Regions from separate parts of the Mus musculus genome. Here region 1 is linked to region 2. A link is a contact called in public targeted proximity ligation data. All regions are on one chromosome and are shown on one strand. The core of a region is the stretch at or near the end of the contact, and the rest is flanking DNA. Distances in the headings are between cores, read along the strand shown.

Evidence for each region.
Region 1: a contact with region 2 is called in a targeted proximity ligation map of pancreatic cancer cells. A contact is called at or near these places in 4 of 130 datasets of targeted methods (embryonic basal ganglia, embryonic hindbrain, neural tube and 1 more).

The regions. Positions count from the first base shown.
Region 1 is chr19:24,614,081-24,621,649 of GRCm38.p6, forward strand. No RefSeq gene overlaps it. Among named protein-coding and RNA genes, the nearest start is that of Tmem252, 56 kb to the right of the region's middle.
Region 2 is chr19:24,264,293-24,271,708 of GRCm38.p6, forward strand. It overlaps Fxn (frataxin), which reads right to left. Exons shown (of 5, transcript NM_008044.3): 4 at 3,010-3,107. Among named protein-coding and RNA genes, the nearest start is that of Fxn, 13 kb to the right of the region's middle.

The DNA of each region.
Region 1 (7,569 bases), core at 516-3,015, 350 kb after region 2:
CCACCACCACAACAATAAAATGATTGGTGATAGACTGGCTGAAGAAGTCATAGGCAATGCTCTTCAGTAGCATGCTCAGAGAAATGCTCTGGGGTCCCATGGGAATGAGCAAGAGGCAGTGGTCAGGAGTGTCCTTATTTCCCTCTTGGTCACTGTGCTGTTGAGCAGCATTCAGAGGAGCAGCCATTAAACTCACTCCTGGTGCGGTCGAAGCTGGTCTGTTCTGGCCTCTGTTTACAAAGAAGAAAGAGAGGGCAGGCAGGTGTCCAGAGCATGCATCTAGGAAAGGATGGTTGACCATTGTCTGTAATGGGTGGCTTACCTCAGGTGATAGAACACTGTTCTTTGATTATGTTTCCAAAACCAAGGCACATTCAGTGGTCAACTCTGCCAAGCAGATCCACCCATGTCTCTCTTGTGTATGTGCTTTCCTCTGTTTACTCCAGCAAAGAGCCACAGAATCAGGGTCAATTTGCCTTTCTATTGCCTAAATATCAAAAAGATGCTACCTCCCAACTCATTTAAACCTGCTGTTAGCCTCCCTGGGAAAGACTATCATCAATAGTACCATCAACTGGGGCATAGAGTAGAGAAATATTTCCAAGTCTGGTAAGTGGCAGAGTGGATGTTTCTGATCACTTCACTCTAGTTTTGATTATTGCCAATGCACCGCAAAGCTCTTACCCTTAGCCTCAGTTCTCCTAGTGACTGGAGAATAAAGTTTCCTGAGTGAGAGAGGTGGGGAGGGAGTTTTAGGAGAAGCAGACTGATAGGATGGAGAAGAGAAAATATGCTATGGCTATGCTCTTAACCTCACGGAACAGTTGGAATCAGCTCAAGGAATGGAATTCAAGGCTTCCCAGCGAGATGTTAGGGATCGCCTTAAAGATGGCTAGGTGATTTCAGAGAGAAAAAAAAATCTACTTTAGCAGCTGCCTCATCTTTTGGTTCTGAAATGGTTGGAAGTGCTTTAGATTTTGCTGAAGCTAGGGTAAATTCCTTTTTGGATATAAAGAACACATCTGTGTGAAGATGGTGCTAATGGATTTATAATGTTATGATTTGAATGGTTGAAAGTCCATCACAGGCTCTAAGGTGTTTAAAATCCTCAGTCCACTGCCATTTTAGGAGGTGTCTTAGTCAGGGTTTCTATTCTGGCACAAAACATCATGACCAAGAAGCAAGTTGGGGAGGAAAGGGTTTATTCAGCTTATACTTCCACATTGCTGTTCATCACCAAAAGAAGTCGGGACTAGACCTCACACAGGGTAGGAACTTGGAGGCAATGGAGGGATGCTGTGTACTGGATTGCTTCCACTGGCTTGCTCAGCTTGCCTTCTTATTGAACCCAGGACGACCAGCCCAAGGATGGCACCACTCTCAATGAGCCCTCCCCTCTTGGTCACTAATTAAGAAAATGCCTTACAGCTGGATCTCATGGAGGCATTTCCTCAACAGAGGCTCCTTTCTCTGTGGTAACTCCAGCTTGTGCCAAGTTGACACACAAAACCAGCCAGTACAGGAATTGTGGACCTTTGGGACATAGGACAGAGATGGTTGACATAACCAGGAGGGATGATGGGTCTTTAGGGTTGAAGGCCAGCCGTGCTTCTGTCCCAAGCTCTCTGCTTCCGGCCCACCCTTTCTGCTTCCTGATCTGCTAAGATACAAAGAAGCCCAGCCACAAGATACTGCCACAGATCCAGCCACGACTGACTGTCCCGCCCCCTTTAAACTGTCAGTCAAAATCAACCTCTCCTCCCTTACAGAACAACTGCTTCTGTAAGGTCTTCTGGGACAGCAATGAGAAATGGAACTACTAGGGATGACGATGCTCTGTGTCATCCCAATGGGGGGGCACATTTAAGAGGGGACATTATTAATAAGTACACAAGGACAAAGGATGTGGTGAATGAGTGAGCAGACACAGTCACCCTCACTATAAATAGCGAACTAGAATCTTCAAGGCATGACACAGGCTTTTCCCAGTTGGGACATCACATGACGCCCTTGTCATCCTTGCCCTGGCTGATCACTGATGAGTCAGCCAGGTTTGCCAAATGTTGTGAGAACACACCTGAGTTCTGACAAGAGCCCAGTGGATAGCCTGCTGGCCTGCTTTTGCCTGTTCCTGAAGAAGTCCTTCAGTAGAGCACCCTCAAATGCTGGGCCAGGCGCTACAGGTGCCCATGGTTTGTGACCACTGAACACTCGGCTGGGTGCCACTGTTGCGTTTGGTTGGACTTCTCTTTAAGCTGGGGCATCACTCTGCTTCAGTGGAGAGCGGCGGGGTGTCAGGAGCAGGTGTCAGAGGCCTAGCCTGTTTCCTATTTTGACATTTCATCAAGATGGGATTTAGAGACTAGAAAAGATAACATTGCAATATCTGACCTTAAGAAGGAGACAATAGCTAGGCCTTCAGTGTTTAGACACTCCTCGGATCATGTATTGGTTGGATAGCCCTGGCTTCCCTTTTTATTGTTAATATATGTCTCCTTGGCCTCCTGCCAACTAAGACACAGAAGAAAGAAATAGAAACATTTAGCAGGGAGGAAAGTGTGGGGAACTGAAGGGCTGGCATGGGGTAGTGATTTCTTGTTGTGCACAAGGAGTGGACGTACCCTAGGCTGTCCAGGGTGCAGGCCCTCACATGTTACCCGTGTATGTGACTTCTCTCTTTTGTTCAATCATTTAGGGCAAAGGAAAAAAAAAATTGAGGCAGAGTCTTACTATCTAGTTCTGACTAGCGTGGAACTCCCTATGAAGACCAAGCTGATCTCAAACTCAGAGATTGACCTGCCTCAGAATTCTGAGCACACAGGAATATCTATGTGGCTCCTGCCTCTAACAACAGGAGCAGCTGGCGTGTTCATAGGAGGCTGTGCACTGTGACACGGCCAGAAGACAGGAGTGCCTCTAAGTAGTGGGTTTGGTCTGGGGCTGCTATACATTCAGATGCTAAATTCTGTACCCCAAGATCTGGTTGTCCCCAAGAAAGAGATCCTCAGGGACAAGGAGATTCCCATCTACACTGAGTGATGCTATGTAACCTTGCTTCCCAAGTTAAGTGGTCAATAAAAGGCTAAAGCCTATGGTTGGGTAAGAGATAAGAGGTTTTGAGTTACCTGGCCACATGCTTGTGGTTTATCTCCTCTCATGAAACTTCACCTCTCTCTATACCACACTCCCTCCAGTAATTGGCTGTTACCAGTTTTATTTAACCAATACTTTCAAATTGGGGAACGAGATTTACATAGCATCACGTGGTGTCCATGAGGGTCTCCTTGTTGGGGAAACCAGATCTTAGGGTACAGAATTTAGCATTTGAATGTGTAGCAGCCCCAGACCAAACCACTACACCTCTAATGGCAGTTCTTAACTTGGGCACCTGGAATTGAAGGTGTGGGCTACCGTGTCTGGTGAGAGAAATGTTTTGAACATTGAAAAAATAGCCTGTAGTATTTTCTAAAAAAATATTCAAACATTAACAAAATATGTAAGGTGGGAAGCAGACACTTCCTTAGTCAGCCCCTTAGTTCCAGTGTGTAGGAATGAATACCCTTGACATTTTCCTTTTGATACTGTCTAGGTGCACATAAAGAAATCCTATGCACATACTTCCTGTGCATGCCCTACTGTTTTATTGTTTATTTTTAAAATATAGCTACAAAAGGGAGGTATCTCAGAAGGTAATAAACATAGTGCCTTTCAAACGTAAATTTCTGTGATTTCTAAACGACGTTATATAGAGAAAGCTCTGCTGAAGGCCTGAAATGCTTTACTCACTATACTTAAAGTTAATTTCAGGGTGTGTGTGTGAGTGTGTGTGTGTGTGTGTGTGTGTGTGTGTGTGTGTGTGTGAAACAGATCTTGCTATGCTGCCCGAACAGCCTAGGCTCTCATGCTTTGATGATTCACCCACCTTCTCTGGTTATCTAGAACTCCAAACACCTGCCACATCTTGCTTGCTCTGATATTTTTATTTATTTTTATTTTTTTCTTCATTAAAAATGTACTAGATGCTTGGGGGAAAGGAAACACATTTCCTTCCAATGCCTGGGTCTGAAGAGACAAGGTGCTCATGTTACTCCCGCTATTCAGAACTGGATACACTGGCGGACAAGTTTTAGCCATCAATGGTTCAAGCAGAAGCCACTGGACTAACCAATTAGGAAGTTGAAAAGCAGTGGTTCTCAACCAGTGGGTTGAGACCCCTTTGGGACTTGAACGCTCTTTCCACACGGGTCACCTGAGACCACTGGAAAACAGATATTTCCATTACAGTTCATAAAAGTAGCAAAATTACAATTATAAAGTAGTAACAGAATAGATTCATGGCTGGGGGGTCACCACAACTGTATTAAAGGACCACAGCATTAGGAGGGTTGAGAACCATTGCTGTAGAGACTGAAGCTCCAGAGGGCATTGCGCAGAGCTCGAGGGGGTGTATCCTCAGCCCACTGCAGTGTTCTGACTGTTGGGACCTGCTAAGGCTGCAGGTATTGCCTTGTGAATGGCTTATGCATGAGACTGCAGCTTTTCTCAGCAGGGCAGCTGGCCCTGGAAGCTGCCCACAGTGACCAGGGCACAGGATTGCCTGCAGGCAGCTTTCTACTTGAGTACCTGGATTTAAAAGAAGCGAATTCCTCTCTAAACATTCCACCTTTTCAATTTACAGCGGATACTGAACATTCCTAAGAGCCTTCAGAGCGGGAGGCTAGGACTTAGCCTGTTTCCTATTTTGACATTTCATCGGGATGGGATTCAGAGGCTAGAAAACATACATTTACAACACCTGACCTTAAGAAAGAAACAATGGATAGGTTTTCAGTGGTTAGACACTCCCCTGCTTGTGTGTAGGTTGGATAGCTGTGCCTTTCCTTTTTATTCTTAACTTTTGTGATGTAATTATGATATGTATAATCCAAAACATTACAGAGTACGTACACTTAGCAATGAACACATTTTAATATATTTGTTTGTGTGTACATGTATGTGGAGATGCTTAGCAGCTCCATTATTGCTTGAAGAGACTGGAGATAGATAGACCACAGATATTGGGATTCCCAGCGTGGCAAGTTTCTCTGTAGAACAAAGACACTGTGCAGTAATCCTATTTGGGAATTTAATGTCACTACGAATGCATTACTGGACAGATCTAAGTTTTACTAACCTGTCCAATGCTGCTCTGTACTGGGGTCAGGTACTTCTCCTCAGCTACCCTGCTTCCTCGGTCTCCTCTTCTTCAGGACAACCCATCACCATTGTCTTTTACTGTTGACAACTACATGTGCATGAAGAATGTGTTGTAATCTTATCCAACCCCCACTGCCCAATCTCACTCCTTCCTACTCTTGCGGATTTCTTTCTTCTTTCCAACGAGTACCCCCAATGCCTGTGTCTTCTTGTGGGGTTGTAGGTCTTGTGCCAGTAGGTGTAGTTGCTGTGTGTTTACAATTATGATGGCGTACTACACCCAGAAAGAGAGGGTTTCATAGCACTCCTTCTCCACATTCTTATGCTTTCCCTATCTTCCTCTCCATGTTCTGCCACATTCCCAACCTTAGTGTAGTGTGTGTGTGTGTGTGTGTGTGTGTGTGTGTGTGTGTGTGACATAGACGTCTTGTTCAGGGCTGAGCACTCAATGTATTCTCAGCACTTTGACCATTGTGAGGCTGCATTCTTCGTTGCTCTCTGCACTACAAAAGCGTCTCTGGTCGAAGCTGACAGTGGCACTATCTACAGGAGTAAACACACTCATCTGGGAGGCAATTTGGCTACATTTCCATCTATCAACACATCGGCAGTACATCCCTCAGGCCTGGGACCCTGCCAGCCACAGGCTTTGAACAGGTTTGCAGACCTAGCCCATCCCACAGAGCAGACCACAGATCAAACTGGATAGTGCTTATTTAGCCCCAAAACATTCTTTTCACTATTGACCCGGTGAGCATACTTTGCCTGACGGGTCAGAATTGCACCTGCAGAGTCTGTGATGGTTTGTATTTGCTTGACCCAGGGTGTGGCCTTGTTGGAGTGGGTGTGTCACTGTGGGTGGGGCTTTAATACCCTCATCTTAGCTCTCTCAAAGAGTCTTCTCCTAGCAGCCTTCAGATGAAGATGTAGAACTCTCAGCTCCTCCTGCATCATGCCTGCCTGGATGCTGCCATGCTCCTGCCTTGACAATAATGGACTGAACCTGTGAACCTGTAAGCCAGCCCCAGTTAAATGTCCTTTATAAGAGTTGCCTTGGTCATGGTGTCTGTTCACAGCAGTAAAACCCTAACTAAGACAGGGCCCATAGCTGAGAGAGATTACTGCTGACTTTCCCCTCCCAGCAGCCTACATAGTACTGTCCAGCAGTATGGAAACTTGCCAATAGGGGACTTTCAGCCTCAGCTCCATTTCTGTGATCTCATTTAAAGCATGCAGTGTCTCCAGCAATAGGCTTCATTATCTACTTCTGGTGTCCCGCTCGTGCCTTTGAAGATGTTATGTTCAAAGCACGTAAGCTAGCATGTTGCTAGCATTTTCCTGGCTGGGGGGTTGTTTAGTGTTCACTCCTGATAAGGTTCTAATATGTACAAATTGTGTCCTCATTGGTATAGCACCTAAGGAGCAACCCCTGCCACTGAGCCCCGTTAGTGGGGACATTAACTGATTTTGAGTTGAGCTCTTTACTCGGAGTCCGAGGGAATCCCCTGGCCCCCAGTAAATAGTCTGTAGCAGATACTAATGGTGCCTGCCATTTTGCCTTCTTCATTCTAAACCTTCCCTTTGTGTTATAAGAAGTGATTCTGGAGAAGACACACAATGACTAGATTGTTAAAAAAAAAGGAAAACATCTGGCTTAGCATGCATCGAGAGCCCTTGCATTGATGCATCAAGAATAACATTAGCATGGTGTGGGGATGCTTTCTGGAAGGGGAATACTGGATTTCTTTCATGCATTATTCCTTATATACCATCATCAAAAGAGATGCCCCAGCCAAACCATTTAGGCCAGAACAGCGCAGCCATGACTAAAGGTCCCTGCCAGCACCCACTCTCTGCCATCCGCAAGTTTAAGATCCGTGTGGAGGACAAACATCCACACTGCAGCAGAAAGAACTTCAGACGGAGACTCAGCGAGCTCACAGGCTGACTTCTCCACACAGTCATCTCAACAGCAGGTTTCAACCTGTGGGTCGAATGACCCTTTCTCAGGGTCACCTGAGACCACCAGAAAGCACGGATATTTACATTATGATTCCTACAGCAGAAACCTTACAGTTATGAAGTAGCAACAAAAATAGTTTTATGGTTAGAAGTCACGCATAACGTGAGGAACTGTATTAAAGGGTCACAGCATTAGGAAGGTGGAGGACCACTGGTTTAGGACAAGCATATCATAAACTGGACTCTTCACAGCTCCCACAAACCCTTGCCTGCTGTAGAATTCAAATCAGTGAACAATACCATTGTGTACCCAGATGCCAGGGCCAAAAAATAAATAAATAAATAAAAAAAAAAAAAAAATAAGACGCACCCTTAACTTCTTCCTTTCCTGACTCTAACTAGCAACTTTGG
Region 2 (7,416 bases), core at 764-3,263:
TAGCGATGTGAAGCTGACTAATACACGGTACTGCGGACAAATCGGTAGCTGGTGTTGGCCATGATTTGTTATTCCAGATGTATAAGACCCTTGTCTCACGTTCTAGCTCCTCATGGCCTGGAGAACAGTGGACACAGTAACAGACAATGAACCCTGAGAGTTCACCACTGAGAACACTCGAGGGAACTTTCGAAGAACCCCACACTAGAAGAGTGGGGACACAGCTTAGCAGCACAGTGCTTGAGCGGTCCCAGCGTGGTGACCGCATTGTTAGATCTCCAGCATCACAAAACCATGAGGAGACTGAGGTGTGGTGGGAAGGCAGGGTAGAGGGAAGAGATGGGAAGTATCTTGTGTAGGTATAGATACACGAGGGCTTTTAATACTGCCAATCAAATGCTGGACATACAGAGAAAAGGGCAAATGGACAGGCAGGGCTTCCGTTACAAGAGCAGAAACCTCTCTGAACACAAAGTACCCCGGTCACATGAAAGCAAAACAAAACCAGGAGAAACCAAAGAATGTTCTTTGATCCTGCACCACAGCCCTGCTCTCAGGTAGAGTTGGAACAACTCAAGACCCCTCCACATTGTCCAGGGTTCTGCGCCCAGATTCTGGGGCCCAGGCGTCCCCCACATTCTATGGCAAGGGGGCCAGGAAATTCTGTCTCCACAGGACCTCAAAGGTTTTCTTCTGAAATAAGAAGTTATAATCATGGCCCTGTGAAAGACAGTCTGGATAAATATGATATTACTTCCGGGGTGATGGAGAGAGGGCTCAGTGGTTAAGGACGCTTGCTGCTCTTCCGCAGGACTGGTTTGATGTCTTTCACTACCCTGGGCTGCTTACAACTGCTTGTGACTACAGCTCCAGAAGATCTGGCTCCCTCTGCTGGCTACTGTAGGTATGGACACTCAACCACATCCATATCCACACCCACAGACATATAAAGGCCCGTCCCCCTTTATGACGTAATTGTGATGAAGCGGGGTTACTTATGAGACGCCCCCCCAAGCCTCTCATATACATTAGTTTTTAAAACAGATAATCTGGTTTTTAAATTAACTGCTTTTATGTTGTTTTGATATATGAGTGCTCTGTCTGCAAGTATACCTGCAGACCAGAGGAGGGCATCAGATCCCTTTATAGATGGTCGTGGGCCACCATGTGGTTGCTGGGGATTGACCTCAGGACCTTTGGAAGTGCAGTCAGCGCTCTTAACCACTCAGCCATCTCTCTAGCACCTAAAATTACAGGTTTTAAATGTATTTGTTTTATATGCATTGGTGTTTTGTTTGCATATTTATCTGTGTGAGGGTGTCAGATCTCCTGGACCTGGAATTACAGATAGTTGTGAGGTGCTATGTGGGTGCTGGGAATTGAACCTGGGTCCTCTGGAAGAGGAGTTGGTGAGTGCTCTTAACCACTGAGCCATCTCTCCAGCTCCAATTACGGGTTTAAAAAGAGTTTCCTTGGAGTTTCTTGTAAGTGACTACCCTGACACGGATGCCAGGATTTGAACTCTAGCCCTTGTGCTGGAGCAGAAGGGCTCTTAAGCCATCTCTCCAGCCTGAGTGGTAACCATTTTGTTTGCTGTGTGTTTGTTGTGGTGGTATTCCAACCCAGGGCCTTCTCTCACATGCTAGGCAAGTTCTTTGCCACTGAGCCACACCTTGGCACCTTTTAAAAACTGCCAATACCATTAGGCTTCCAAAGAATTCCACACTGCTTCTAGCTGAGATTTCCCACGGCTCCTTCAAAATGTCTCCTTCAGTACTGCTGTTGAGCCTCAGGGAGGTTAGTGTGAAGGCTCCCTGTGGGCATCGCTAGGCTGTTCCCAGACCACTGAGGCAGCAGCTGTATACTTATCAGTAAGTCCTTAGTTCTGAGACAGGGTCTGACTGCAGTGCATCCTGCTGCTCCTTCAACTGCAGGCATTGCCACGGGGCAGGCAGGCATGAGGCTGGGGGCCCTGGGGCTGCTGATAAAAATCACCGTCCCGTCCCGTTGTGACAGAGTCAGAGCCCAGCTCTGCCAGCAGAGTTACAGAGACCTTCAAAGTAGGCCAGGAGTTAAAGTTTAACTTACTTTGAGGACAAAGTGCAAGTTTTCTCAGATACTACAATATAAAAAATTCCTCCCTCTTTCTCCTTCCTACCTTTCCATTTTGGAAACTGAATCCAGGGCTTATAGATTACTGGATAAGCACTCTCCCACTGAGATATGCCCTCAGCCTTCAAAGTAGCTTTTTTTTTTTTTAAAGATCTATTTATTTATTGTATGTATGTGAGTACACTATCGCTCTCTTCAGACAGACCAGAAGAGGGCATCAGATCCCATCAGAGATGGTTGTGAGCCACTAAGTAGCTGCTGGGAAATGAACTCAGGATTTCTAGAGCAAACTGAGCCATCTCTCTAGTTCCCTCAAAGTAGCTTTTTAATGAATGAATGAATGAATGAATGATTATTATTTTTAATCGCAGGTATGTGCCACTGTACCTAACAAAAGTGGCTTATGGATAGCCCTGGCTATCCTGGAACGCACTATATGGACCAGATTTGCTTATTTGCTTTTGCTATAGGGTCTTACATGATAGCTCAGACTAGCCTTTGAACTGGCTATGTAGCCAAGGCAGGCCTTGAATTCTTGCCTCTACTTCTTGAGTGCTGGGACTATAGCTATGTTAAGACTGTGTCTGGCAAAAGTATCATTTTCAAAGGCAAGCCAGTGGTTTTTCTCTTCTGGGGAATGATATACTGGAGAAAACCAGTCTGGGCCAGGCTCTGAACAGTTCCTTCTGCTTCAGGTCTTGTCAACATCCTGATGCCTGAGTTGCATAGCAACCCGGGTATCAATGAGGAGAAGGGTTCAACTACAAGCCAGCCTCCCTGCCGAGGCAGACAGCCGTAAAGTCACGGCAAAGCCAGTGACTGACTCCCTCTCAAACGGTCCCCAACACCGCATTCCAGATGAGTTTACCCCTTATGGATTTTGACTTCTGAACATACCTGGAAGGAGAAGACAGCCAGATTTGCTTGTTTGGGGTCTGCTTGTTGATCACGTAGGTCCCTAGATCCCCGCCCAGCTTAATGGTGAGCACGCCATCCTAGGGGGTCAGGTGGCAGGAAGTGTGAAAAAATAGATTAGTTAGTACTGTGATACACACACACACACACACACACACACGTAAATATATAAACATAAATAAAAATAAAATACGTTTCTGACCCATTCTGACCCTGAGAGTAATGTTTTTACCATACAAGCTCCTATGTTTGGATACACAAACACACACACACACAAACACACACACACACACACACGTATGCACATACACACTCGCGTTCATATACATGCTCATATCTCAATGCCTTTCATGTATCCAAGGATATAACAGACACCATTAAGAAAAGGGGGCTGGGGATACAGCCCACTGGCAGTGTGTTCTGGCTTTGGGAAACCCCATGTTCAATTCTTGGCACCAAAACCAAACAAACTTTAATGCTCAAAAACAGGAGCTTGTATGGTAAGAACGTTACTCTTAGGGTCAGAGGTTTGTTTTACGTTTATTTATGCACGTGTTTCTGTTCACGTGTATGTGCATGAATGCCCTTAGAGGCCAGAGACACACAGGACAGCTGCAGGGCCGGAGTTACAGGCATCTATAAGCCACCTGATGTGATATGGCTGCTGGGATCCAGGCTCTGGTTCTCATGATAAAGTAGCAAGCGTTTAACCACGGAGCCATCTCTGCAGCCACCACGAGTGAATGAATCGTAATAGCATACGATGAATGCCTGAAGCTCATAGCGCTTTCTCTCTGCCTGTGTGGTCGCCAAGACAAGTTAAGTCTTGCCTGAGATCTCAGCCATGGTAAACAGGACCGCTAGCCAACCGCAACACGTACTAACGCAGACTAAACTCTAACAGCGTCTGTCCAAGTGTCAGACCTGAGTCCATCACGAAAACACGGAAAGAAAGTGATTGTGGTGGCAAAATCTGTAAGGTCAGGATTTGGGAGGCTAAGGTGGGGGATGGTGAGTTTGAGGCCAGCAGGCTGCACCACAGAACGCAAAACAGAAAAGGAGAAGAAAGTAATCCATGCCCTTTCTCGTTTGTCTTAGAAGAGCGGACGGAGCGGCCCAGGCCTACCTGTGTTAGTTCCAGACCCTTCCCAGACATCCAGCGAGTGCTCCAGACTCCATACAGCTTTAGTTCCCTCTAAAAAGCCTTGCACTCTCAAAAGACTGGCCAGTCCATTTTTACCCAATAAATGAACATTTAAATTTGAAAGCACCCCACAAAGGAGCCCTTCACTCTGAGGGCTTTAGTCTCCTTAGAATGCAGAATATGAAACAAAGGCTAGGCACTAAGCACACTTTAAAGGGGCCGGGTATTGCTTCTGGAAAGCAGGTGGGAGCCTCTTGTTGCCCAGATGCACCCCCGCCTTTCTGTGCACTCTGCAGAGGGCCAATCCAATCAGGAGACTTGGACGGATTCTCACAGCACACTCTTAGAAACACAGCCAACCATTTATATAAACTAGAGGCTGGGATGGATAATAATGTAACCAATAGACACGGGAGGGGACAGTAGTGCTCTCTTCTCTCTCTCTCTCTCTCTCTCTCTCTCTCTCTCTCTCTCTGAGATAGGGTTTCATTAGGTAATTCAGGAAGGTAACAACCTTGTAATATTTGTGCCTCTGTTTGCCAAGGAAGAGATAGGTCTGATGCTGAGGCTCCCCTGGGAGAATCCTTGCCTATGACACACAAGGCTCTGGGTTCCCTCCCCACAGGGGTCAGGCTTCGTAATCCCAGGGCTCAGGTGGTAGAAGATCAGAAACTCAAGGCCATCCTTGGCTACATCCTAGTTGAGGCCAGCCTGGGCAACGTGAAACCCTATCAAAAAATGAAACAAGATAGCAACAACAACAACAACGACAAAAACAAGCGACACAAACCAACCCCACAAAAGTTCCTGATGGAGATGTGGGCATTCAGGCAGAACAAACCCAGACAGACCTTCTACAGACATACTAATCTCTCTTTATTTAGGCCAGGGGTTTGTAACCTTTCTAGTACAACACAGTTCCTAATGTTGTGGTGACCTTCAATCATAACACTTTTTGTTACTACTTCATAACTGTAATTTTTCTACCGTTATGAATCATAATGTATATTTGGAGATAGAGGTTTGCCAAAGGGGTCACAAGCCACAGGTTGAGAACCTCTGACTTAGAGCCCAGTGTGTGCCTGGATCTGTGTCTGGACAAGGTAACTGTTTTCAACTAGACCACAGTGTGGAGGTAGGACTCACTATCTCAGTTTTGCCAAAGAGGTTCATGGTGGCAAAAAACAAAGCAAAATATTAGCAACCAGTAGAGTTGCTGAAAAGCAGGGCCGTTTGGGCTCAAAAGCAGTTTTTCTTGTAGGCAACCCGTTCCCCCTCTGGAACCTTCATTCTCGGCTGCTAGTTTATATATTTTCTCTCTTTTATCTTTGGGAAAAAAAAACATTAAATTTGCCTGTAACTAACTAAGTTACACAGTGGAGTAGTATTGAGTCCATTCATATTGTTACTCTAGAGCCATTCAGAAATACCCCCACATTGTAAAAACTGAAACCCTGTATACACATTCAATGTTAACTTCTCCCAAACACATGGCTCTCTACCCAATTCCACAGTTTTCTGCTGCTAGCTATAGGCTAACACTCAGTGAAATCAGTCACCTCTGACTTACCCAGGCAATAAATGTCCCCCTGGGTGTTCCACCCGTGGCGAGGCCTGAAGGTCCAGCGCAAATGAATGCCAAGGACTAACTCTCCAGATGTGACTTCCAGGTCTGCTCTCCTTCCTAACCAGCCTGGGCCTGCACAAGTTGCATCACTCTGGCTTGGCTCCCAACATCTGCCTGGCCTCCTCAAGGGCTCCACACCTGTACCTGTCACCTTCTACAGCTAGGTGACCACACCAGGGACAGCTCTCCTAACCACTGCGTTCTCAATTTACTCTCTGATCCCCAGTCTTTGGAGAGATCCAGGAGTGGATATTAATTAAACAGTTGTGTGTTCCAAAACCAAAATAAGCCAAGCAGAAAGCCACCCATGAGAGACCTGACTTGCAGTGCTTGGGCTGTCTTCCAGCATCCTCCCTGAAGTCCCCTCTTGCTCCGGGACTGTGCAGGTGGCTCTGGGAAGGCTACCTGGGGCTCTCCACTTGGCAGAGTCCTTACAGACTATCTCCTGCTTTGAACTGCCTCTGCATCGACTTGTATGTCAGGGGGCCTGCTGTCCCCCCACCATTTCCACCATTTTGAGCCCCTAAGAACAGACAATCTCAATCTCAGACTCCGTCAACATTTTACATGCTTCAGCCCAAACACGGGAATGATATTATGTTTGTGGATGGATGAACCCATGGACAGACAGTGACCAGACACCCTATGGTACTATCTGCCGAAGTGAAGGGTAAGGTTGCTAAGGTGGAGACTACGGAGCTCAGTGCCGGCTATCAGCCAGGCTACAGTGATTAGACGCTTCCCCTAGGACTTCCAGCCATCCCAAATGACAAAGGCCGAGGGGGGGGGGGGGATAAGCCAGCTGCTATGCTGGCTTACCAGGGGCATTAAGGCATTTAGAACTGTCTGCAAGCAGATTACACAGGGAAGGTTTTCAGCTCCCCACTGCCGTTCTTTAGCCAACGTGAGTCCATTTTGGGAGTGTGGGTATATTTAAGATCAGGGGAAGGGACTGTGTTATGCAGACTTTCCTTGCTGTGACAAATATTTGAGAAAACATAAGGGAAGACTGACACAGTCCGTGGGTGGCTGGCTGTGTTGTTTCAGGGTTGAGGCATGGCACACAGCGGCAGGAGGGTATGGTGGGAAACTGTTCCTCATGGCAGAAGGGCATGGTGGGAAACTGTTCCTCATGGCAGCCAGGAAGCAAAGAGGGGAAAGAGGCCACCGATAAGGAGCATCTTTGAAGACATTCCGCCAATGACTTCTTCCAACCTCCCACAGCCCCCAGCTCCTGCCATACTCTCCACTGTTCCCCTGTGGTCCACAGAGTCACGACGCCAGCCTTGGATCAATGCTTCAGTTAGGTCAGGGACCTCATGACCCAGTCACCTCTCAGCTGGGAACCTGGCCTTCAACACAGATCAAACCACAAGAGAGAAAAACAAACTACTAAGCAATTGCTAAGGAACGGTGACCAATCAGAGGAGACCCTCGCACCAACCAATCAGAGCAGAACAAATCCTAGCTGGCCAGGCTTAGGCCCAGTGAAGATTAGCCAGCCCTGCCCTGCAGGAACTAAAACGGCAAAGACGGCTGTCTCCTGGTCACCCTTAGAAGTAGAAATAGACCTAATGGGAGATGTCATGATAAACCATGTACCTTCACATACATGTGA